Regions from separate parts of the Mus musculus genome. Here all the other regions are linked to region 1. Evidence: chromatin contacts called from public Hi-C, HiChIP or PLAC-seq, Micro-C and promoter capture Hi-C data. All regions are on one chromosome and are shown on one strand. Each heading gives the region's core, a stretch centred on a gene start, on an enhancer-like site or on the middle of the called end of the contact. The rest is flanking DNA. Distances are from core to core; before and after follow the strand shown. Region 1 holds the start of Tril (TLR4 interactor with leucine-rich repeats). Region 2 holds the start of Prr15 (proline rich 15). Region 3 overlaps Chn2 (chimerin 2). Region 4 overlaps Chn2 (chimerin 2). Region 5 holds the start of 9530036M11Rik (a long non-coding RNA gene). Region 6 overlaps Chn2 (chimerin 2). Region 7 overlaps Chn2 (chimerin 2).

Region 1 (2,813 bases), core at 99-2,598:
TGGCAGGTGCTGGAAGACGCGGGGGCCGAGGTGCTGTAGGCTGTTGGCTGAGAGGATGAGAGTAGAGAGGGAGCGCAGAGGGACAAAGGTGGCCGCGTGGCGCAGAGAGGGTTGCAGCTCGTTGGCCGAGAGATTGAGGAATCGAAGCTTACCCAGCTGGCTGAAGGCGTTCTTGCCCAAAAAACGGATCCGGTTAGATTCCAGGTGTAGGTAGAGCAGGTTGCCCAGGGGAGCGAAGACCGCGTCCGGCAGCGCTCCCAGCACGTTCCCGTCCAGCCGTAGCTTGACCAAACTCTCCAGGCCCTCGAAGGACCCGCGACTCAGGCGTCCAATCTCGTTGCCGTTGGCGTAAAGGATGCGCAACTTGCGCAGCGGAGCCAACGTGCCAGGAACGAGCGCCTGCAAGAGGTTGTTCCCCAGGTACAGCTCCTCTAGTCGTGAGAGCTTCTCGAAGGTCTTGGGGTGGAGAGAACGGATCTGGTTGTACTGCAGATCCAGCCGTCTGAGCTGCCCCAGACGGTGGAAGTCGAAGGCGGTGATGTTGGTGATGAAGTTGCCGCCTAGGCTGTAGGTGAGCACGTCCTGGGGACTAGGCAGCGAGCTGGTCTTGGGTACAGCGCGAAGTCCCCTGTTGGTGCATAGGAGATGTTGGGGGTGCTGGCAGTCGCAGCGCTCCGGGCACACGGACTCGGCCCGCGGCGGGAACGCCAGGCAGCCGCACACCACGAGCCAGAAGCGCACGGCACCCACACCCTCCATCGCCGCCCGCCCAGCGCGCTGCGGCCGGATCGTCTTCTGGGCCGGCCGGCTCTGTGTCTCCTCTGCATTCCCCTCGGCCGGGCCTGAGTCGCTAAAAAGGCCTCTTTCGTACTTCGCTGGTGCTCCGTCCAGCCCTTCCTCTTTGTCCCGGTGGCTCGCCCGGGTCTCCGCAGGCCAAGTTCGCGGAGCCAAATCAGAAGGCGCTGGGCGCTCGGCGAATCTGGGGTGCTACTTGTTGCATTTCTGCAGAAAACTGTTTCTTCGGGTGAGCGTCGGGGGCGGGAGGAGCGAGCAAGAGTTGGTGCTTTTTGTTTGCTCTGGAGTCCGGAGAGCTGGATTCCCTGGCGCGGATTCTCCCCGCCAAACGGATTCCCCCGCTGCAGGCGGGATCCCTTCCAAGAGCTGCTGGGGTGCGGCTTGGCTGCAGAGTACCGGCCGCTAGGCCCACGTCTCCGGCGCCTGCCCGCTCGCGATCCGGGGGGATTGGGAGTGCAGCCGGAGTGAGCAGCCTGGGGGACGCGCAAGCAGCGTCCGGAAGGGACCCATGTCGGCGTGGAGCGAGCAAACCGGCGGAAATTCGTTCTTCCCACACTCTGCCCCCCGGGGGATGCAGGCGGAGAAAGAGGAGACGGCGGAGGCAGGACAGACCCCGGCTGGGGGAGGAGGAAACACTAAGTGGCTCCGCGTCTGGTCAGCCCTAGCCCGGACGCCAAGTGAGAAAAGTAGGGATTAAAAACAGCTGTACGGGTCGGCGCGCAGGCTGGGGGCGGGGGTGGATTACCGGGCGAGCAAACGGGGATTGCAGACAGAGACCTTTTTATTTTAGGCCGGTTCGCCGGCGGCTTCGGCGCAGAGGCAGGGCGCCTACATTTTACCTACTCTTCTCTTCCCGGTGCCACCCTGCAAGATGTTGAGACAACACGGAATTCCCTGGCATCGTGCTCCAAGTTTAGGGGAACACAAGATTTCCTGGCAAGGCCATCAGTGGACTGTTGACAGGACTGTTGCTCAGTCCTTTTAAAGTGTTTGGGTTTCTGGTGTCCTTTGCTCATGTCCAAGGAGAGGCACCGCCTCTTTTAGGTTCCTAAACCGAATTATCTGCCGGTTCTCGCTCTGGGAAAACCTCTGAAGAAAGCTCAGAAGTGGAACTGTTACAGTGACTGTGACACGGACAGACTTGGCTATTCAGCTAGATTAATTCTCCTGCAGTGTTAAAGCCCTTCAAATAGCCTCGGAACCCGGGCCTGTATACAATACGCTGCACAGAGCCTTTGGAGATTGCTTCTTGAGGGGCCCGCCTACTTTGTGCCAGAGCTTATAGCAATCTTGAACGTTTTCAGGCTCCAAGGTGCTCAGGCTTAGATTTCTTGGGGGGTGCCAGGTGTCGGATATTAACTTTTATTATTAATACACAATAGTGCACCATTTTATCCGGGGTTCCCTTAGGGCCAGTGTCTGATAAGAATGAAAACAAGCAAGAGATAGCTGTTGCTTATTATTTGTTCATGCAAAGCAACATTTTGAAAGTAGCCCTTCAGGATTTACTGTGTGCTAGCAGTGTGGAAAATTAGAGCCCATATCCTGGCTTCAGGGGGCTGACTGTCTGTATGGGAAGAGAGGCACACTGACAGATCACATTAGGAAACTGAGCAAGGAAGAGGAGAAATCTGCAAAGATTCAAATAGTTTAGTCACTCTGTTATGTCATTTTCTTGTTGAGCAGTTTATCAAGGGGAGTGATGGAGCCATGTGCTGAACCTGGCAGGGTGGTAAGTGAAGACTTCATGGGTACAACAGCGACCCCAATTTGGTGGGAGATGGGTTTTGGACTAAAACAGGTAAGTCTGTAGTGAAGTACACCCAGTTTACTGTGTTTTGCTTTGAGCTTCGAATAAAAGGCAACTATGGAGACACAAGTGTTTGTTTTACTAAAATGAAACAAGGAGTTTACTTTTCAGTTACTGTGACAACCCCAAACTCCTGACTCCTCTGAGTGTAGCTGCAGGAAGGAGGAGAATCTGTTCTGGTACAGTGTTACATACCTTGCCAGTTCTG
Region 2 (2,813 bases), core at 229-2,728, 510 kb after region 1:
TTTTCCTGGTGTCTTCATTCTTTCAACAATGTGCTTGACAAGGGCATGTCCCAGCTCCATAAACGGTGGTGGTGGCGACTCCCCAGACAAGCTTTTCTCATCATATGACATCTGCCTCCGGAAAGCTTCCTTTAAAGCTGGCAACTAGTCTTTATCAAGTACCAGTGTTATGGTTCAGTGTCCCCACTTTAAAACTAACCTCAAGAGTCAGTTTTGGTGGTATGCCAGAGTTTGAATCCAGTCTTAGTTACATAGTGAAATTCCACCAATAAAGAAAGGAAGGAAGGAGGAAGGGGGGCAGAGAAGGAGGGGAAAGGGGGAGGAGAGAGAAAGGGGCAGAGGGAGGAAGGGGGAGGGGAGTTCTCTAATCTCTGGTTAGAAACAAATCATTTCCAAATACACAGTGTATGTTCATCTTTCATTTTTTAATTGAATCCAAACTAAGACACCAACCAAGTCCTTGTATTTTCCTCTTCCCTACTGTATTGAAAGTCTCTATAAAATTCCTGCCTGCTTATCAAATCCTTATTGCAAGAGATCAGAGTTGGTTGGTGATCTGTCTCTCACCAGGCTTGTCCCGCAGAAAGTGCTCAAAGCAGACAAATTGCCTGGACTGCCTACCTTAGAGGCAAAGAAAGGGTCCTACTTGCATGTCTGCAAGCCTAGAGACCCCCAAAATCTCTTTCAAGTCGTAACTTCGCCTTAGTTAGAGAAATGTCTCCTCTAATACCGTTTTTGACAAATAACCACCGAGCTAAAGCACCTTGCACGGTGCTGGGGCCCATTGGTTCACCCTCTCAGTGGCTCTGGGCTGGAGTAATATGCTTGGATGGGTGTCGATGCGCGGTCGCCCAAACGCGAAAGATGCTTTGTAGCATAGGCACTTAGTTATGGTAAGAACCCAAGACTAACAAGCTGATAAGCTGGAATCAAACTTCCAACCCCGTTACTTCGAGATTGCCCTTCAGCATGCAATCCTGGACAACTGTTTAACCTCCGCAAAGCCATGGTTCCTTTGCAGGTCTGTTAGGAGCCATAGTGCCCAGGCCTGGGGCGGTCTGATGAGCAAGTGAGTTAACCCAAGTGAGTTGACCCAAGTGAGTTATAGTACTAGGATAGCGCCCGATGACAGCAACGACATGGTTCTCAACTCTTAGTCTTTTAGGTAAGGGCGCTTGAAACTCCCAAACAATGACAGAGTTTGAATCAGCTCTCCGAGTTAGAAAATTTGAAAGCCTTGGGACTCAAACCTCAGCGCAAGAACGGAACGCGAGCAGGGAGGCGGCGCAGCACAGCTTTTTCTCCAATCAGAGTCCGCAGGGCTGGAACCACGTTTGCAACCTCGTCCAATCTGGTCCCCAGAAGGGCGGGGACGCCTACCTGCACCTGTAGCCTGGCGGCCGCCTCCTGTCCCACCCTGACCCTCCCCTCCTCCTCAGTTCTGGTGTCTTCAGGCCTTTGGCCAACCACCAGCAAGTGGGCAGATGTCTCAGCGCGTTCCTACGGACGCTCAGGAAGGGTAGTGCGCCGGAGTCAGTAGCCCAGGTCCTGTCTAGCTGAGGCCAGAGAGCAGAGTGAACGGGAAGAAAGGACGCGCCCTAGAATGTGAGACTCCCACCGGGAAAGGCTGACCAGACTCACCCTGGGGCGGAGGATCTGACAGTCCCTGCCACCTGAGCGGACCGTGCTGCCAACCCCAGGTTGTTCCGACAGTGTGCGAGTGTCAGGGGTGTTGGGCGAGATCAGCAACAACGATTCCTGCATCTCTCCTAGTCAGCGATAAGGGACACCGCGACTAAGCTTCAGGCACCCGGAGACGCCCCCTCCGTGTTCTAGACAGCCCGCGCGGCGCAGCGCGGCGCCGCAGTGGCCCTGAAAGCCCCTACAGGTGAGTGAACCAGAGTCCCTCTGCGTCTCACAAGGCAGGCCCTGGCGCTACGAAGTCCCTGGAGAATGCTGTCTAGCGCTTTGCAGTGCCCCTCCTCCTGCTGCCAGAGGAGAGGCCCCCCCCAGAACAGTGATCTGCCTACTTTTGCATTATTTGCCATCTTTTCCTTGCGCAATTCTCACAAAGCCTTTCCGTACACACCAAGTTGGTCACTGTGGAAAAGAAAGTGTTGGGTGGCTGCCCACCACCATTAATAAATGCCTTGGGGTGCGGTGTTTTTCCGATCTGCAGAATAGGGAGTAAGACGTTTGTAGACCCCAACGTTGACGGTGCCTAAGGGTGTGGGCGCCTTTCTTAGGGAAAGAACTTTGAGCTGGTTCTGCTTTTACGGTTTTCAAGCCCCAGTCCGAGTGAGTCCTCAGGACATCCCCAGGGAGGAGATGGCGCCTCCCCGTAGGCGCAGAGACTTCCTCTACCAGGCAGTTCCGGGAGAACCTGCAACAACAAACGGCCGCACAAGTTTCCCTCCTGCGCACTGGCGAATCCCAGGAGCGCCGCGGTGCGTGGGCTGCGAAGCGGCGGAGCTGAAACCTAGAAATGGGCGGCGCGCGCGAGCCCTGCCCACTCGTGGTGGCCGTGTCCAGTAGCACGCTCACAGGAAGTGTGCCAAGAGTCTGGCTTGCACTATCAGGAGCGTCTGGGCTCCGTTATTCAATGGTTTTCTGGAGTTCCTGGTTGGGCGCTCTCCTTTGGAGGATGGAAAGGCAACCAGCAAAGAAAAGTACCAGAAGACTTTGTTTACAATAAGTAAAATCCTCAAGAGATAGAGAACTATGAAAGAAGGGTTGGGACCCGCGGCCTTCCAACAGTGTGGAGATTGGCTCTAGGGAGTTAAAGGAAGAGTGGGATGGCGGTTTCCAAGGGA
Region 3 (2,813 bases), core at 162-2,661, 430 kb after region 1:
ATAGAGTACCTGAGGAAGAGTTACAACTGAGGAACTATCTGGATCAGGTTGGCCTGAGGGCACATTCATGGGGGTTGTTTTGATTGTCGATTGATTCAGGAAGACCCAGAACAGTGGGTGGTGCCATTCCCTAAGCAGAGGGACAAAATAATTAAGACAAGAGAACGTTAGAGGAAAGCAAGCAAACAGGGCCCCTGTGTTTATTCTCTCTACCCTGGACTGGGGATGTGATTCCTCAAAATTTCTGCCTTGGTGTCCCCAAAACAATGGACTATAACCTGGTATTGTAAGCTAAGTACGTCCTTTCTTCCCTAAGATTCTTTTGATCAGGAATTAGTCACAGAGACAGAAATGAAACTAGAAAAGTTATAATACTTTAAAAATAGCAGTAAGTTTTAGGGAAGCTGTGGTCATTGGAGTCCTCCTACACTGCTGGTGGGAACTGGAGTGGGATGGTCTCTGTGAACAGCAGCCTAGCAGCTCCTTAGAAATCAAACAAATTACCCCATGGCCTAGCAACTCTGTGAGTAGGTACATACCCTGAAGAATTAAAAACAGGTGCTGAGGCCATCACCCCACACAGATGTTCACAGTGTTCATGTTCACAATAGCCCAGAGGAGGAAGCAACTTAAATATCCACCCACAGATGAGTGGATAAGCAAGTGTGGATATACACATGTGTGGAATACTGCTCGCTCCTGAAAATAGAATGATATTTAAATAGACGATACAACATGCATGGACCTCGGAGAGTTGCACAGTTTACAGCTGCTAACTTTATGTCCTATGAATTTTGTCTCAAGCCAATAAAGGAAAGCAAGCCTTCCGAAGCTAAAGCAGGCATATAACTCCCCATCCAGGCAAATCCTCATGACTCAAAAGAGATCTCGGCTCAGGTTACAACCACCTATGAAGTTATATTGGTATGCGTGGGAGGGAGGGTGGAGATGAGCCATCCAAATAGGATTATAGGCTGTGCAGGGCCAACTGCAACCTGATCTGTACACTCTGGGCTCAGGATGTTTATCACGAAGGTGGCTTGGCTGTCTGTCCTAGCTGCTCCCACTTACCAGTGTTTCAAAAGCTCATTTATTTAGCTCCATGCTGTATCATTTATAACAATAATGTTTCAGCAACTGCATGATCCCTCACTGGAGTCTCTCTGGGAGCTTTTACACACAGCCAGCTTCCAGTGTGTACCCAGTGGGTTTCTGCTTCAGATCTGGTCTCTGGACCCAGAAGGCATGAGGGTATATTGTACCCAAGTTCACCTGAAAGAATTTATAGGTCACTTTAAGACAGTAATACAGGAAACGGAGAGATGGCTTGGCAATTAAGGACTCTTGCTGCTCTGACAGAGGTCTGAGCTCTGTTTCCAGCACACACATGGTGATTCATAACCATCTGTAACTTCAGTGTCAGGAAATCCAAACCCACTTTTCTGCCGCTGTGGACACCGAGCATGTATATGGTACACAGACAGACGTGCAGGCAAAGCATGCAGATGTGTGAAACAAAAGTTAAAGTCCTTTAAGTCAGCAATATAAATATTCATTTCTTTCTGTGTGCCTTGCCAGCTCAGATTTTCCCTGACGATTCCCTCTCGTTAAGCCCCGAGTATTCAATCGTCATTGAATTCCTAGCAAAATCATCCAAGAGCTGTGAAGTCTCAGCTCTGGAGCGGCTGAGAACATTTCCATTCCCATCTCATTGTCCAGTGCATGTCATGTGGCCAAGCTTAGCAGGTTCCCAGTCTAGAAGACCCTCCCTTGTAGAGAGGCAGGAATCATCATTTGGGGATACAGTACCTCTGCCCTTATTTCTAACATGCTGACTAACCATGCATGCTTACCCAGCAAAGTTCCAGGTTTCCAGTATCTCAGAAATGTAGAGAAAAACCATCACCATGAACATATTTTATTTATTCTCCTGGGGAAGGTAATATATTTATTAAAATGTGATTCCTCAAAGCCCCATTTTGGGTTCCTGAGTATCTCGTCTGGGCACTTCCTGGGGGCATGTGGCAATGGGTTAAGAACTCCAGCGTGTGAATATTTCCCTTCTACTTAAGGAATATTTTGAAGGCAAATAGGAGGGTTCCTGTCATCTGTCGGACACACATTTGTTTGCCTGTGAGCATGAGTTAATAAGGCTGTCCACAGCAACATGAAACTTGAGCCAGGAGAGAGGCCTGCTCAGGAGGAAGTGGGTGTGATGAGAGTTCTTAGAACACTGTGGCATTAAAAACAGTGGTCTCCCAGGATGTCAGAAACTAATCCTAAGACCTAGAAGTGTGCTTCCCATTAGAAAAGGGGCCTTGAAAATGTAATCACATTAAGGATTCAATTCTTAATTCATTTTAATTCATCTTAAATCATGCCTGTGTGTCTGTGCATAGGAATGCAGATACCCAGAGGGGCAGGTAGATCACATTCCCCTGAGATTGTTACAGGAGTCGTGAGCCACCTGACGTGGGTGCTGGGAACCAAACTTGGTCCTTTAAAGAACAACACATGCTCTTAACAGATGAGCCATCTCTCCAGTCCCCACATTAAAGATTTTGAGAGGAGGAGATTGTCTTGCTTTATCTAAGGGCCATCAAATACCACTATAAAGATCTTCCTAAGAGCAACACAAGTAACAAGCCCAGAAGAGAAGATAGCCTGGAGAAAAAGAGTTCTGGAAGCCCCAGAGGGATGCAAACAGAAGCCAAGGACAGCAGGTAATCAAGAAAAGTTTGTGCCTAGAGCCTCTAGAGCAATGATTCTCAACCTGTGGGTCTCGACCCCTTTGGGACTGTGTGACCCTTTCA
Region 4 (2,813 bases), core at 211-2,710, 360 kb after region 1:
TAAGGGCCTGTCTGAAGCCAGAGAGTGCACTAGGAGCTGTTGGGCCATAAGGATACATAAGACCAAGACTTGACTGGAGAAAGCCCAATGTCACATGATGGCCCCAAATTTCTGCTCTCTCTCCATTTCCCTGTGGGATTAGAAGCTCTTGTTATCCTCTTAGAAACAAACACTATCACTTCCTTAGCTATGTCCTTGGGAGGCTCTTATCCCTAAACACCATACATCTGGAGCTCAACTACTAAAACCAACCCCCACCCCCACCCCACCCCACCCCACCCCATCCCACCCCCACCCCCGCAAAACCACAGGCAAAGTCACTGAGGAAGTGTTGGAGTTAATGGCCTAAAAGAATTGCCACTTTTGAATTCACTTAAAAACAACAAGGAAGCCACATTTGAATATTAAGTCAGAAGTGTGTGAAATGTGAGCCTGGAGCTGACAGGTTCAAAAGCCAACCGTTATGGGACTAGTCTGATTTTCTTTAGTAAGAGACCAAAAGCAACCATGCAGTTGATGCTGGAATGACAGCTCTCCCAGGAGCCCTCCTCCAGTGGGAGGTCAGGTACTCAGAGCTTGTGCTGATTATTCTAAACAGGAGCTTGGGACCTCACACCCTTGATCTGTAGAACTGCCAAAGTCAAATCACCTGACGGGAATAGGATAGTAGTTATTCTTTGATCCTATCCCAATCTGTGAGTCATAAAAGTAGCCTGTGTGCAATTTGTCAAACCCCATAGATCCTGCTTATGTACACAGATACCTGGCTCCCTGCTTTGGGGCCCCACACACCTTGTCTTTGGGTTACCATGGTGCCATTGGCCAAGCAGTGAATTTTAAGATAATATTTTATTAGCAAGGCAAAGCCTTCACATGGTAGCTAGAGGTGAGGTTGGAACCAGGAAGTCATCTATAGTACCAGTAACCTGCTGCTCATAGCTGGGGGACATGGCAGTAGCCAGGCTGATACTGCTTATTCATTATGTACTGGCCAGAGGCAGTACTTTTAGAAGGGAGTGGACTGCAGAGCCCAATCTAGAGGGCTAGGATCCACCCATCTCAGTCCTAAGTCCTGTTTTTGAGTGGCTTCAGCACTCTGCTTGCATGACCTTTCCCATATTGCCCACAGGAACATGTTGACTTATCCCTATGTTGACAAGGTGAGTCAACTTTTGTTATGCAAGAATAAAATATTAGCTTTCTCAATCCTTAGACTCCAAGGGGAGCAAGGTGTCCCTTCTCTACCTCCACAAACCTCAGGGACCTCCACCACTGCCAAACAGGTTGACCCAGTGGGAGAACTCTCTCCTGTGCTGGAAAAGGCCCCTGGCTAGGGAGGGCCTCCAGTATGCATGGGACATTGCTGTAGAAGCAGATGCTACCGTGTCACTCCTCTGCTTGTGGAACCACCTTAAGAGTGGCATTCATTCGTGCATTTTGCTTGTGAAGTATGTTTGTTGAGTTAAATCAGGAAGTGAGACTTTCAGACGTTGTGACATATTTTATACCTCAAATGCGCCTTGGAGAATTATTCCCGTGGGTGTTTGATTAGCTAACCCTTTAAATGGTGTACAGGACCCTACTGAAAGCTAAGGTAGGAAGCTTCCTGGCTTTTGATTGGCTCTCATGTCAGCATCCGGAGAGATAGACACATGACCCAAGTGGTCCACTGGCTTCCCTTCCATTTTGGCAAACTCTGCTGCTCAGAGAGCATAGAGCAAGCCTCAGGAGTCTGAAGACCTTTTGGCTGAGAAAAGGCCACTAGCTAATGATGTCTGTCATGTCACTTCCAGGAGTGGAAGTGGCTGCCTGGCTTATTGTGCTTCAGAAGCCTTTCCCACTTCCTCTTCCAAACCATCCCTTAAGCTTCTGTTCCCAGTGTGTGGCTGGTGAGCCTGCATTTCTCTATGCCCAAGTGACAACTGCCCCAGAGGGTGAGTTTACGGGATCTGGGCTGCTGACATCAAGCACACTGTCCAGAAGTGCACCATGCCTGCATCCTTCTGTTCCATCAACAGCATCTCAGCTCCTTCTCATCCAGAATCCGCTTTGCCTCATTCCCTCATCTTACACACTCTCACAATCTCTGCTGTGTGTGAATAAACCACTGTCTTCCCTTCTCCCTGCTTCCCAGTGTCCCCTGCCTGGTCTCCCCTTTGGTGAGGTCAAGACAGTACCTCTGCCCTGGATGCGCTCAAGGATCTTCTGGAAATGTCTAGGAAAACAGATTTTGAAGACTCCTTCCAGATTCATGGAGTGGATTGTGCCCAGGATAGAGACTAGGAATCTATATTTTGTGACAGCTTCCAGTAAATTCTAATGGGATCAGACCCACGTGGGACTTTTCTAGCAACTGTGCTAGAAAGCCATTGACTTTGGGCCTGGACATCCAGATTTGAAACTTGATTTGGTCCTATTGTTGGTGTGACTTTCAGTGTCTTCAAAATGAGCTCTAACTTTGTTAGCACAAGTGAGTAAACCCTTGAGGGAAGAGTCAATGAGAACATGCTAGAATGTCTGATTTACAGCAAGCTCCAAGCAATGCCAGTGCCCTTGTTTGCTTTCTGTTGCTGTGATAAACACCATGACCAGAAGCAACTTGAGGAGGAAAGGATTTCTTTAGCTTAGAGTCATACTCTATCACTGAGGAAGTTGGGGTTGGGAACTCAAGGCAGGAATCTAGAGGCAGAACTAAAGCAGAGGCCATAGAGGAATGCTGCTTACTAGCTTGCTCTCCATGGCTCCCTGACCTGCTTTCTTTTACACCCCAAGACCACCTGCCCAAGGGTAGTACCAGTGGGCTGGGTCCTCCC
Region 5 (2,813 bases), core at 135-2,634, 330 kb after region 1:
TGCAAGGCCTGACAGCTAGCAGAAGGGAAGAGGGTGACTCCTCCTCATCTTCCTTACCAGCATTAAGCCTTCAGATAAGGCAAGAAAAATGGTCAGCCATTTGGGCAGTGTGCCCTTCATAATAGAACATGGTCCAGCTAGAGATATTTTTCTCATTTTTTTTATTACCCATCTTCCTTGAGCTCTTTTTTTTTAATCGGGTGTAAATTATTGGTTTGCAACTTTTCTGAAATTGCTCTAAGAAGATCAATAGAAAGTGGGGAGGAAAGAGGACATAATTTCTCCACCTTCATTTCTCTGAAAGCCAGCCACTCTCGACTTGCGTTTGCTTCCTGCCACATTGGTAATAATTAATGCAGCGTGCACACTTCATCTGCAGGAGCTTATCAAGGAATAAGTGCATTCAATCATTGTTTGGGTACCCATAAAGCATTGTACTATTAGACTGGTTGGTCGGCAAGCCTCTGCAATAAAGAAAATGGGTTGATTGAAGCAGATAATATGGTTTCCTCTTGTTACATTTTAAGACAGGGACTGTTGCTGTTCAGAAAATGAATTTTTTTTTTTCTCAAAGGCCCCACTGATAGTTTCTGTGGTTTCTCTTTTGGAATTTCCCACTGTTCACAGCGAATGTGCCTCACCTTCAGCGGCTATTTTCATATGAGGTTAGGTTTTTATTTATTTTTTAATGCTGTGATCAGACCAGACAATAACGCCTCAAAAGTAAACATATTCTAAATGTCTTTATGCCCTAAACCAGAAGCTTATGAGGTTGCCACAGGAGCCTGTGTCGTGTTTTATCATGTGCTCTAACCCATTTCCTATTAAAATGGACAATTCTGGCTCTGCCTGTTTTGACACCATAAAGGCACACCAAGATGTTTGATAGTCTCTTTTTTTCAAGACGAGCTTGCCCTCGTGGTCCAGTGTCATGTAGTGAAGTACTTCAATCTTGGCTAATGTAATATGGTCCAAGGGTCATACATATTCAACAGGTCCCTTTAATCCAGTGTTACTGAACTGAAAGAGTTTGTGCCAGCACTGAAGTCAGACTGGGTGGTTTCTGTGTGGGGTACTGGAAACCAACCATTACTCCAAGAAACTGCCACAGCTGGAGTTTCTCAGTCTCTGGGACAGTCTCTCCTGGAAGGGGTAATACTTATTTCACTTAATAAGAATTAGTTCCTGAAGGTAGTCTTTCTGAAACTGGGTTTTAGAACTCAGTCTTAGTTAGCAGTTCACCTTGAGGAGGCAAATTGTGTTCTTTGACACTGTGTGTGTTTGTGAATGCTTAAGAAAAGTCCAGAAATCATTTAATATTTCTACCCATGTAGTTTAAATTCTTAGAAATTTCAAAAATGCAATTCGGTGAATACATGAAGAAAAGAAAATTGGTCTGTAAAACCGAGTCCTTGCCCCTGCTCAGAGCCCAGCATGGTAGAGGGTGGGCTCAAAGATTCTATGATTGCATCTATAAAGAGCAGAGGTGCAGACCAAGGTCTGCTGATGTACTTGGAGTCAGGATAAACACTTATTACAATAGGCAATTACTCAGGATAAATGTTTATTCATCATCTCAGTCTAACCCACCCTCATTTAATGGTGACAGTTGGGAATCAACTTGCTGTTTTGGCTGGTGGGCCTGCAGCTTTCCCTTCAGTACCGAGTGGAACAGAGCCAGAGCTGTGAAAAATGCAGAATATCAATGATCCTCCTCCCTTTGTGTAGTGTGTTCGTCTAGTTTATAGAAAGTAAGTAAAGATTTACCGAAAAAGTAGATGTGCAGTCACGCAGGTTCAGGTGTGGCTGTAGTGTTTTCTGTGATCCAAGTGGTGACAGAAGACACCTGCCAGGGTCCCACAGGGCACAGAAGACACTCAAATGCAGTGTTGAAGAGAAGTTGATGAAGGATCTGATGACGGGTGTAGGCAGGTTTAGAGGGCCAAGGGAATTTGAGGCATCCAGGTGTGCTCAACAGTGAAAGGCCTGTGGGGAGGAATAGGCAGCAGGAGAGAACTGTTTGGGAGCCTGGGGATGCCTAGAGCCCCTGGAGAATAGCATCATAGAAGCTCACATCTGGTGCCTACATTGCCGCACATTGCCATGAGAATACTGCAACAAACACAGGCGTCTCTCCTTGCCTTGCAGCCCACTGAGAGAAGATAGCTGGAAGCTAGAGATGATAGGGCCAAGCAGTGTACATGTGAGGTCAATGCAGTGCAGCTAGTGAGGTCAGTGCAGTGCAACTAATGAGGTCAATACAGTGCAGCTAGTGAGGTCAATGCAGTGCAATACAACTAGTGAGGTCAGTGCAGTGCAGCTAGTGAGGTCAGTGCAGTGCAGCTAGTGAGGTCAGTGCAGTGCAGCTAGTGAGGTCAGTGCAGTGCAGCTAGTGAGGTCAATGCAGTGCAGCTAGTGAGGTCAGTGCAGTGCAACTAGTGAGGTCAGTGCAGTGCAGCTAGTGAGGACAATGCAGTGCAGCTAGTGAGGTCAGTGCAGTGCAGCTAGTGAGGTCAGTGCAGTGCAGTGCACCTAGTGAGGTCAGTGCAGTGCAGCTAGTGAGGACAATGCAGTGCAGCTAGTGAGGTCAGTGCAGTGCAGCTAGTGAGGTCAGTGCAGTGCAGTGCAGCTAGTGAGGTCAATGCAGTGCAGCTAGTGAGGTCAGTGCAGTGCAGCTAGTGAGGTCAGTGCAGTGCAACTAGTGAGGTCAGTGCAGTGCAGCTAGTGAGGTCAGTGCAGTGTAGTTAGGTCAATGCAGTGTAGGTAGTAAGGTCAGTGCAGTGCAGCTAGAGAGGTCAGTGCAGTGCAGCTAC
Region 6 (2,813 bases), core at 119-2,618, 310 kb after region 1:
GGTTCAGAGACAGAATACAAAAGCAATTCCTAAAATGCTGTGGAGTCGGTGCCTCAGAATAGTTCCCTAACTCTACTGTGTGAAGTCCATGGTTTGGTTCAAATTCAGGAAGAGAATAGAAGAGCTAAATTGGAGAGGGAACAGAGCCAGTCTCATTTGCATATGACTAATTTTGATCCTTCAGCATCTCCAGGAGATGATATGAGACAGGAGAGCTTAGAATCCGAAGATGACTGAGGGAACCCTTTAAGCCACACAGAGGGAGGTCTAGCTGGGTGTAGGGTCAGCTTGCCACATAGCAACATGGACAGTGTAAAGTGTGATGGGGTGACGAGAACACACTTGACTCCCTAACTTGGAAGTTAGTGTTTCCCATTTTTCAATATGGCCCAGTGTTCTTCTCCACACCTCATTAAGTAGAACTGTTTTGAGCTGAGGATTGTAACTCAGTAGCAGAGTACTTGTATAACACACACACACACACACACACACACACACACACACACACACACACACACACACGTAAAATAAAATGGAACTACTTTAGCTTTAATTTGGAGTGCATACCCAAAGCTTTCCCTGTGGATTTTAACGCGATGGATGAGACGATAAAGCAGGGTTGCAGACACACAGGCATGCACACAGCCTGGTCTGTGGCTCAACATCATCCATAGGATTTTGGAGACCCATGCATGCTATGCTCCAAATCTCACCCTCCCTAGAAAGGGAAGCATGGAACATGTCTGCTTTTTACCTTAACTAAAAGGGGATGAGCTGGATTCCTTGGAGGGTTTAAGTAAGTGTTCTCTGCAGTTGGGGGACATGGAGAACTGAGACATGGCTTACTGTAGAAATCCCAAGAAACAAGCTGCTCCCAGAGTGCGGATCCTGGGAGAGACTAGGTAGATAAGTGCACTAGGATAGAGGAAATGACTGTTTCCAGAGGAGCCCAGATGACGGGAGATTGCAGGGATGACTCGCTAAGTCACCCTGGATTCTGTCAGGAGCTGCTTGGCAGCACAGAACCACCAAGAAAACCTCTGCACTACAGCAGCTAAAGAAGATAGCTTGTAGCCAGCAGCCAGCCATGCTGACCTACCACAGGCAGAAGGGTCTGGTGACTTCCGGGCTTTGGCTTCTCTGGAAGCCCTTCTCCCTACCCAGAAGCTCTGTTCTAGCACCACACTCATCCCAGAGACCCAGAAGAGCCTGAGACTGGATTGCAGGACCAGGAGTCACTGTGGAAGAGCGTAGGAGGAGAGAGAACTCTCCCGACCCTAACAGGTGGAGCTCAGAACTGAGAGAAGTTAGCTTCAAGCCAGTTAAGTCATAGCGGAGTGCAGTTACTGCCCAGCTTCTGACTCTGAAAGTCCTGAGAGGGCTGGAGCATAGCTCACTGCTGTGTCACATGGTTAGCACATGAAAGGCCTTGGCTTCTACCTCTAGAACAAAATAAGCAAACAAATATCTATGAGACATGGGTTTTGCCCTTAATGTCTTTCAGGTAAAAATTAACCTGAAACAAATTGAAAGACATAGTAAAAGATAAAAAAAAAAACAAAAACAAAAACCAAAACAAAGTTTCTTTCAGTCAATGATTTTTGCTCCTTCAAAAATCATTTTGCAGACATTAAAAGATTCTGAAAGCCTTGGAATACTCATATCCAGCAAATATTTGTGAGATTCTCTATGCAGGCAACACTTATCAGGTGTAAGGGATAAAGAATGTCCCTCTCCTGGCTATCTACCAGCTCTATCCCTCAACCCCAGAGTAATTTAGCACCTTGGATTCCTTAAACCTACTGTAGCAACGGTAAACTTCACTTTTACAGCGTTGTCACCTGTCCCGATTGCTCACAAAGCCCATGATTTGAGAGAACAATATTACGTTTATTAACCTTGCCACCATGATGAGGTAGAAAGGTGAGTCCATGGCTGGGTGGGTTTGAGACGTTAGGTGACCAAGGCCACTGCAGAATTCAGTATTTGGTTTGCATGGCACCAAATAAAATTGGATCAAGCTGATGGTGGAAACCACATTCTCTGTTGGGAAAGAATTGCCAGGCTCCAAGTTTAGTCTGCTGAATAAGAAAGCACGGAGACCTTGTATCTCAGTCTCTCCTCCCTTTCCTCTTCTCCCCCCCCCCCCCCCCCCCGCTTTGCTTTCTTCTCTTCTCTTCTTCTTCCTCCCCATTCTCCTTTCCTCTCTTTTTTTCCCCAATCCAAAGACCTTTTAACACATAGTTACTTGAACCATTTTTTAAATTGGTTTTCTGTATTTCATATCTATTAATGCTTACCGCTAGGTGGACAAGATAGAGAATTAGTGTCAGACAGACACTACAAATGTTATTGTGCTGCAGTCATCTTTCTGTCCCTTCAGCACTTGTGAGGGCACTACTGTGTGAGTCTTCATAGATTTAGCCAATATTTAGTCAACTTAGTCAACATGGTGTCACCCAATAAACCATTAGTCCCTAGACTGGTCTGTGTCTTAAGAGGTAGGCATTAAAACTTAGTATTGCTTTATTGGTCTTTTTTGGGGGGGGGTGCTTCAAGCTTAAGACCCATGGCCAGGAAAAGTGTCTTCTGGGTAGATAATAATTACTAGCTCTTAAAAATGAAAGTACTGACATCACATGGAGGGGTATTAATTAAATGACTTGTTTGATGAATGACAAAGGCACTCTATAATGTAAAAACACAGGAGAGATACTGATACAAAGGCGAACTCTCAGTGCTGACTGGACAAGAGATAAATGGGAGTCTCTGAGAGGAGTGGGAAAGGACAGGGAGACTCACATCTCTAAAAG
Region 7 (2,813 bases), core at 189-2,688, 280 kb after region 1:
TTGTGGAGAAGCAGTCAATTTTCCTTTGGTATCTGGATCAATCACCCCTCCTAACACTGTTACTGCTTTCTTTGCCTGTTGGCTTAAGGGCATCAGAAGCCCAAAGAGGCCATGGGAAAGTCTGAGCTTCCACTTCAGTGTAATGTTTGTTGTGGCTCCTGGCAGGAGCACTTGCCCCTCTGGAACCAAAACTTCTAGGGCAGCAGAACCTAAGGTCTTGAGAACAAGAAGCAAGAATTTTCCTAGTGGTTCCTAGGGGCGATAGTGTGTGAAACTATTTCCTCTTTTGCTCCTTGATTCCTGGATCCATGAATCCTGGCTATGGGAGAAAAACATATCATATATTGGACATTGATTTAAGGCATAAACTGCCTTCTAGAGTGCCCTGAATTCTGAAGATTTAACACAGCATGGCGACTCTACGTAATGATCCTGTGTCATGCACTTGGGATTTGGGGACAGTAGATCTAAGTGGCCTCACTACCTGCCCCAATGCAAGCGGTAACTCTTGTTGAGTATGACAGCTATTTGCTGATTCGCTGTGCAGTCACTTCAAAGTGTATATGTGACTCAAGTCACCCTTCTGTACACCTGGAAAGCACACATTGTCAATTACATCTCAGAAAAGCTGGGTGAAAAACAGACACAACTGAAATATAGGTTGAAACTAATGAAAAACAACTATTTGTAGGAGGCAGGAAGAGAAGACTTTTCTACGTATGTTCCATTTGGACATGGGTCACACAAATGTATTATCTATGTAAAAAAATCAAATAAATACAGTTCAGAAGTGTAGAGCACTATGGAATAGAATGTGGAATAGAATGTGGTGTGATTAACTTCGCTTTGGTTCCCTCCTTGACGGTGTTTTCATAGTGTGTGAACCCGAGTGTCCGTCTGCAGAAGGACATTAGAGAGTTGTGCTCTGGGATATTCTTTGTTCCAGTGAGCTAAAGGCAGCAGGTTGGATGTGGGAGGAGCCTGGAGAATGGGGACCAGGAGCAGTGGCAGTATCAGTCTCCTACCTTGCAGCCATGAATGCTACTCTGCCAACTAAGTAAGTCAGGGGCTGATATCTGAGGAAGATAGCTTCCTGACTTGGGGTTCCTCCAACTGCCTTGCAAATCTAAGAGTTTGCCATTTGATTTTTCAAGTTATTTTCCAGCCTGTTAATTCTGGATATCATTTTTGTTTTCCTTGGTCACATACATGGTGGCTTCTCCTAACAGTGCAGTGGTTCTCAACCTTCCCTATGCTGCGACCCTTTAATACAGCTCCTTATGTTGTGGTGAGCCCCCCAACCATACAATTATTTTCGTGGCTACTTTATAACTGTAATTTTGCTACTGTTATAAATCACAGTGTAAACACCTGTGTTCTTCTGAAGGCCTTAGGCAACCCCCGTGAAAGGCGAAAGGGTCCTGACCTGCCAAGGGGTCATGACTCACAGGTTGAGAGCCACCACTGTAATCGGAGAACAAAAGATCCTTTGTTCACCCTGTTACATTGTTTCACTCTGACAAATATAATTTACAATGAGTGTTATCTGCAAATAGTCTCCATTTAACATACCACTGTGCAGTTGGGTTCTGCTTTCTTTCTAACTCACCCTGGCTTTTTGCTGGCTGGTAAGGTTTTCTTTATGAAGCATCCCCACCCCCACCCCCAGTGGCTTTATGTGTGAGGGTGTGGCATTACCTTCTTGGGTTAATCCACTGATTAGATCATGCAGAATGAGCCATTATGACGTAACCTGTCTAATTAGAGGCAGATTATTTGGAGTGTCTAATAGAAAGGCCTATCATGCCCGTTCCTCCCCTCCTGTTCTCTCTTTGTCTCTCTATCTCTCTGTCTCTGACTGTTTCCCTCTCTCCCTCCCCCTCTCTCTCCCTCCCTCAGCCCTGTCCTGCCCTCCCCACCCTGACACTTCTACCTTACCACAGTCCCACAACAACAGGGGCCAAGCAAACATGAATGGCTTTAGTCATGACCCAAACCAATCCTTCTTCCATTAATTCTGTATCTCAAATATTTGCCACAGCCTCGGTGTTCTGAGGGACCCATGAAGAGGGAGGTGTTTGTTAGGACAGGACCCTTCACTGAAGACTTCAGGAATCCTTCTGTCCAGGTGGTGCTCACTCGGCCTGTCTTGTCATTGTCATTGTCGATGGCAGGGCTCCCGGCCTCAACCCCCACAGCCATCCTTTTGTCAGTCACAGTGGGTGTCCTTCATCCAGAGCTTTCGGGAACTCTCTCTCCCGCTGGCTGCCTCTTTACATTTCCTTTGATTTGTCTGCTGCCTCATCCTGCTCCTCCGTCTTTTACAGGATGGGGGAAGAAAACTGAGGCTCCTGACTGTGGGAGGTGCTAAATGACCCAGAGGCCTAGGATTTGACTTTTTCAGGGTATCTCTGTTTCTCATCGGAAGATGTTTTGATTTTCCACTTTCTCTTCTGAAAAGCCACGATTTCCTCTCGTCAAGGCTCTGTTTCTTACAAACATCCAGACCTGGAGCTCAGCCTCCCTCGGAGCCCCAAGCCTCCTTCCTCCGGTTCATCCGCATCCTCCTGTGTGCCTGCCTGTCCACAGGTGCATTACTGTTGCCTTTGGAAACACCAGTTGCTCAGGACTTGGGACTTGCTCTCGGCTCTGCATCCTGGTGAAGTCTTTTGTCTTAAACAGAACTACAGTTCACTTATTTACTTTGAACCACAGAAATGTTTAGCAGGAAACACGGTGACAGTTAGCCCCAATAAACAGCACCTTTGGTCAACTAATGGAAGACCTTTCTAGAGGGAACTGATTTGCAGGTG

What was found. Promoter capture Hi-C pulls out the DNA fragments that hold promoters and counts their contacts. A called contact is a pair of places that touch in the nucleus more often than the background predicts. HiChIP or PLAC-seq counts read pairs in DNA pulled down with a chosen protein or histone mark.
Region 2: a contact with region 1 is called in a promoter capture Hi-C map of embryonic stem cells, with 2.8 times the contacts expected there. The contact joins the promoter of Prr15 here to the promoter of Tril in region 1. A contact is called at or near these places in 15 of 39 promoter capture datasets (the 3T3-L1 cell line, the HPC-7 cell line, cranial neural crest and 6 more), 4 of 484 Hi-C or Micro-C datasets (embryonic retina and embryonic stem cells), 9 of 115 datasets of contacts at active chromatin or transcription factors (craniofacial prominence, embryonic forebrain, embryonic hindbrain and 2 more) and 3 of 9 other capture datasets (adipose tissue, embryonic stem cells and liver).
Region 3: an H3K4me3 HiChIP or PLAC-seq map of embryonic limb bud shows a contact between it and region 1, with 5 times the contacts expected there. The contact joins the enhancer-like site here to the promoter of Tril in region 1. A contact is called at or near these places in 20 of 39 promoter capture datasets (the C10 cell line, the HPC-7 cell line, HPC-7-derived erythroid cells and 12 more), 13 of 484 Hi-C or Micro-C datasets (CD8 T cells, bone marrow-derived macrophages, cerebellum and 3 more), 17 of 115 datasets of contacts at active chromatin or transcription factors (craniofacial prominence, embryonic basal ganglia, embryonic forebrain and 9 more) and 4 of 9 other capture datasets (adipose tissue, liver, macrophages and 1 more).
Region 4: a Hi-C map of bone marrow-derived macrophages shows a contact between it and region 1, with 23 read pairs. The contact joins the enhancer-like site here to the promoter of Tril in region 1. A contact is called at or near these places in 6 of 39 promoter capture datasets (the C10 cell line, embryonic stem cells, hematopoietic stem and progenitor cells and 2 more), 2 of 484 Hi-C or Micro-C datasets (bone marrow-derived macrophages and cerebellar granule neurons), 9 of 115 datasets of contacts at active chromatin or transcription factors (craniofacial prominence, embryonic basal ganglia, embryonic forebrain and 5 more) and 3 of 9 other capture datasets (adipose tissue, liver and macrophages).
Region 5: a contact with region 1 is called in a promoter capture Hi-C map of liver, with 4 times the contacts expected there. The contact joins the promoter of 9530036M11Rik here to the promoter of Tril in region 1. A contact is called at or near these places in 10 of 39 promoter capture datasets (cranial neural crest, embryonic stem cells, hippocampal neurons and 4 more), 1 of 15 datasets of contacts at CTCF or cohesin (embryonic stem cells), 13 of 484 Hi-C or Micro-C datasets (the AML12 cell line, the C2C12 cell line, cumulus cells and 7 more), 12 of 115 datasets of contacts at active chromatin or transcription factors (bone marrow-derived macrophages, craniofacial prominence, embryonic forebrain and 5 more) and 3 of 9 other capture datasets (adipose tissue, embryonic stem cells and liver).
Region 6: a promoter capture Hi-C map of liver shows a contact between it and region 1, with 2.7 times the contacts expected there. The contact joins the enhancer-like site here to the promoter of Tril in region 1. A contact is called at or near these places in 7 of 39 promoter capture datasets (cranial neural crest, embryonic stem cells, hippocampal neurons and 4 more) and 1 of 9 other capture datasets (adipose tissue).
Region 7: a Micro-C map of embryonic stem cells shows a contact between it and region 1, with 2.4 times the contacts expected there. The contact joins the enhancer-like site here to the promoter of Tril in region 1. A contact is called at or near these places in 2 of 39 promoter capture datasets (the C10 cell line and cranial neural crest), 3 of 484 Hi-C or Micro-C datasets (cerebellum and embryonic stem cells) and 9 of 115 datasets of contacts at active chromatin or transcription factors (embryonic midbrain, embryonic stem cells, extraembryonic endoderm stem cells and 1 more).

What each region holds. Positions count from the first base shown.
Region 1 is chr6:53,819,477-53,822,289 of GRCm38.p6, forward strand. It overlaps Tril (TLR4 interactor with leucine-rich repeats), which reads right to left and starts at 1,349. Exons shown (of 1, transcript NM_025817.4): 1 at 1-1,349. The coding sequence starts at 759.
Region 2 is chr6:54,325,423-54,328,235 of GRCm38.p6, forward strand. Prr15 (proline rich 15) reads left to right here and starts at 1,479. Exons shown (of 2, transcript NM_030024.3): 1 at 1,479-1,888. All of the region lies in intron 4 of 9130019P16Rik (RIKEN cDNA 9130019P16 gene), which reads right to left.
Region 3 is chr6:54,248,115-54,250,927 of GRCm38.p6, forward strand. The region is part of intron 6 of Chn2 (chimerin 2); the gene reads left to right. It overlaps Gm15527 (a long non-coding RNA gene), which reads right to left. Exons shown (of 3, transcript XR_003956307.1): 2 at 1,072-1,272; 3 at 1-130. Among named protein-coding and RNA genes, the nearest start is that of Gm15527, 5.5 kb to the right of the region's middle. Within about 2 kb of position 1,412, at least 30 of the 459 cell types and tissues checked have an H3K27ac peak or open chromatin away from gene starts, as enhancers often do. A contact at or near this core is called in bone marrow-derived macrophages and embryonic limb bud, where this site is marked.
Region 4 is chr6:54,178,556-54,181,368 of GRCm38.p6, forward strand. The region is part of intron 2 of Chn2 (chimerin 2); the gene reads left to right. Among named protein-coding and RNA genes, the nearest start is that of 9530036M11Rik, 28 kb to the left of the region's middle. Within about 2 kb of position 1,461, at least 28 of the 459 cell types and tissues checked have an H3K27ac peak or open chromatin away from gene starts, as enhancers often do. A contact at or near this core is called in bone marrow-derived macrophages and liver, where this site is marked.
Region 5 is chr6:54,151,062-54,153,874 of GRCm38.p6, forward strand. 9530036M11Rik (a long non-coding RNA gene) reads right to left here and starts at 1,385. Exons shown (of 4, transcript XR_869109.3): 1 at 1-1,385. All of the region lies in intron 1 of Chn2 (chimerin 2), which reads left to right.
Region 6 is chr6:54,129,668-54,132,480 of GRCm38.p6, forward strand. The region is part of intron 1 of Chn2 (chimerin 2); the gene reads left to right. Among named protein-coding and RNA genes, the nearest start is that of 9530036M11Rik, 21 kb to the right of the region's middle. Within about 2 kb of position 1,369, at least 17 of the 459 cell types and tissues checked have an H3K27ac peak or open chromatin away from gene starts, as enhancers often do. A contact at or near this core is called in liver, where this site is marked.
Region 7 is chr6:54,094,848-54,097,660 of GRCm38.p6, forward strand. All of the region lies in intron 1 of Chn2 (chimerin 2), which reads left to right. Among named protein-coding and RNA genes, the nearest start is that of 9530036M11Rik, 56 kb to the right of the region's middle. Within about 2 kb of position 1,439, at least 48 of the 459 cell types and tissues checked have an H3K27ac peak or open chromatin away from gene starts, as enhancers often do. A contact at or near this core is called in embryonic stem cells, extraembryonic endoderm stem cells and trophoblast stem cells, where this site is marked.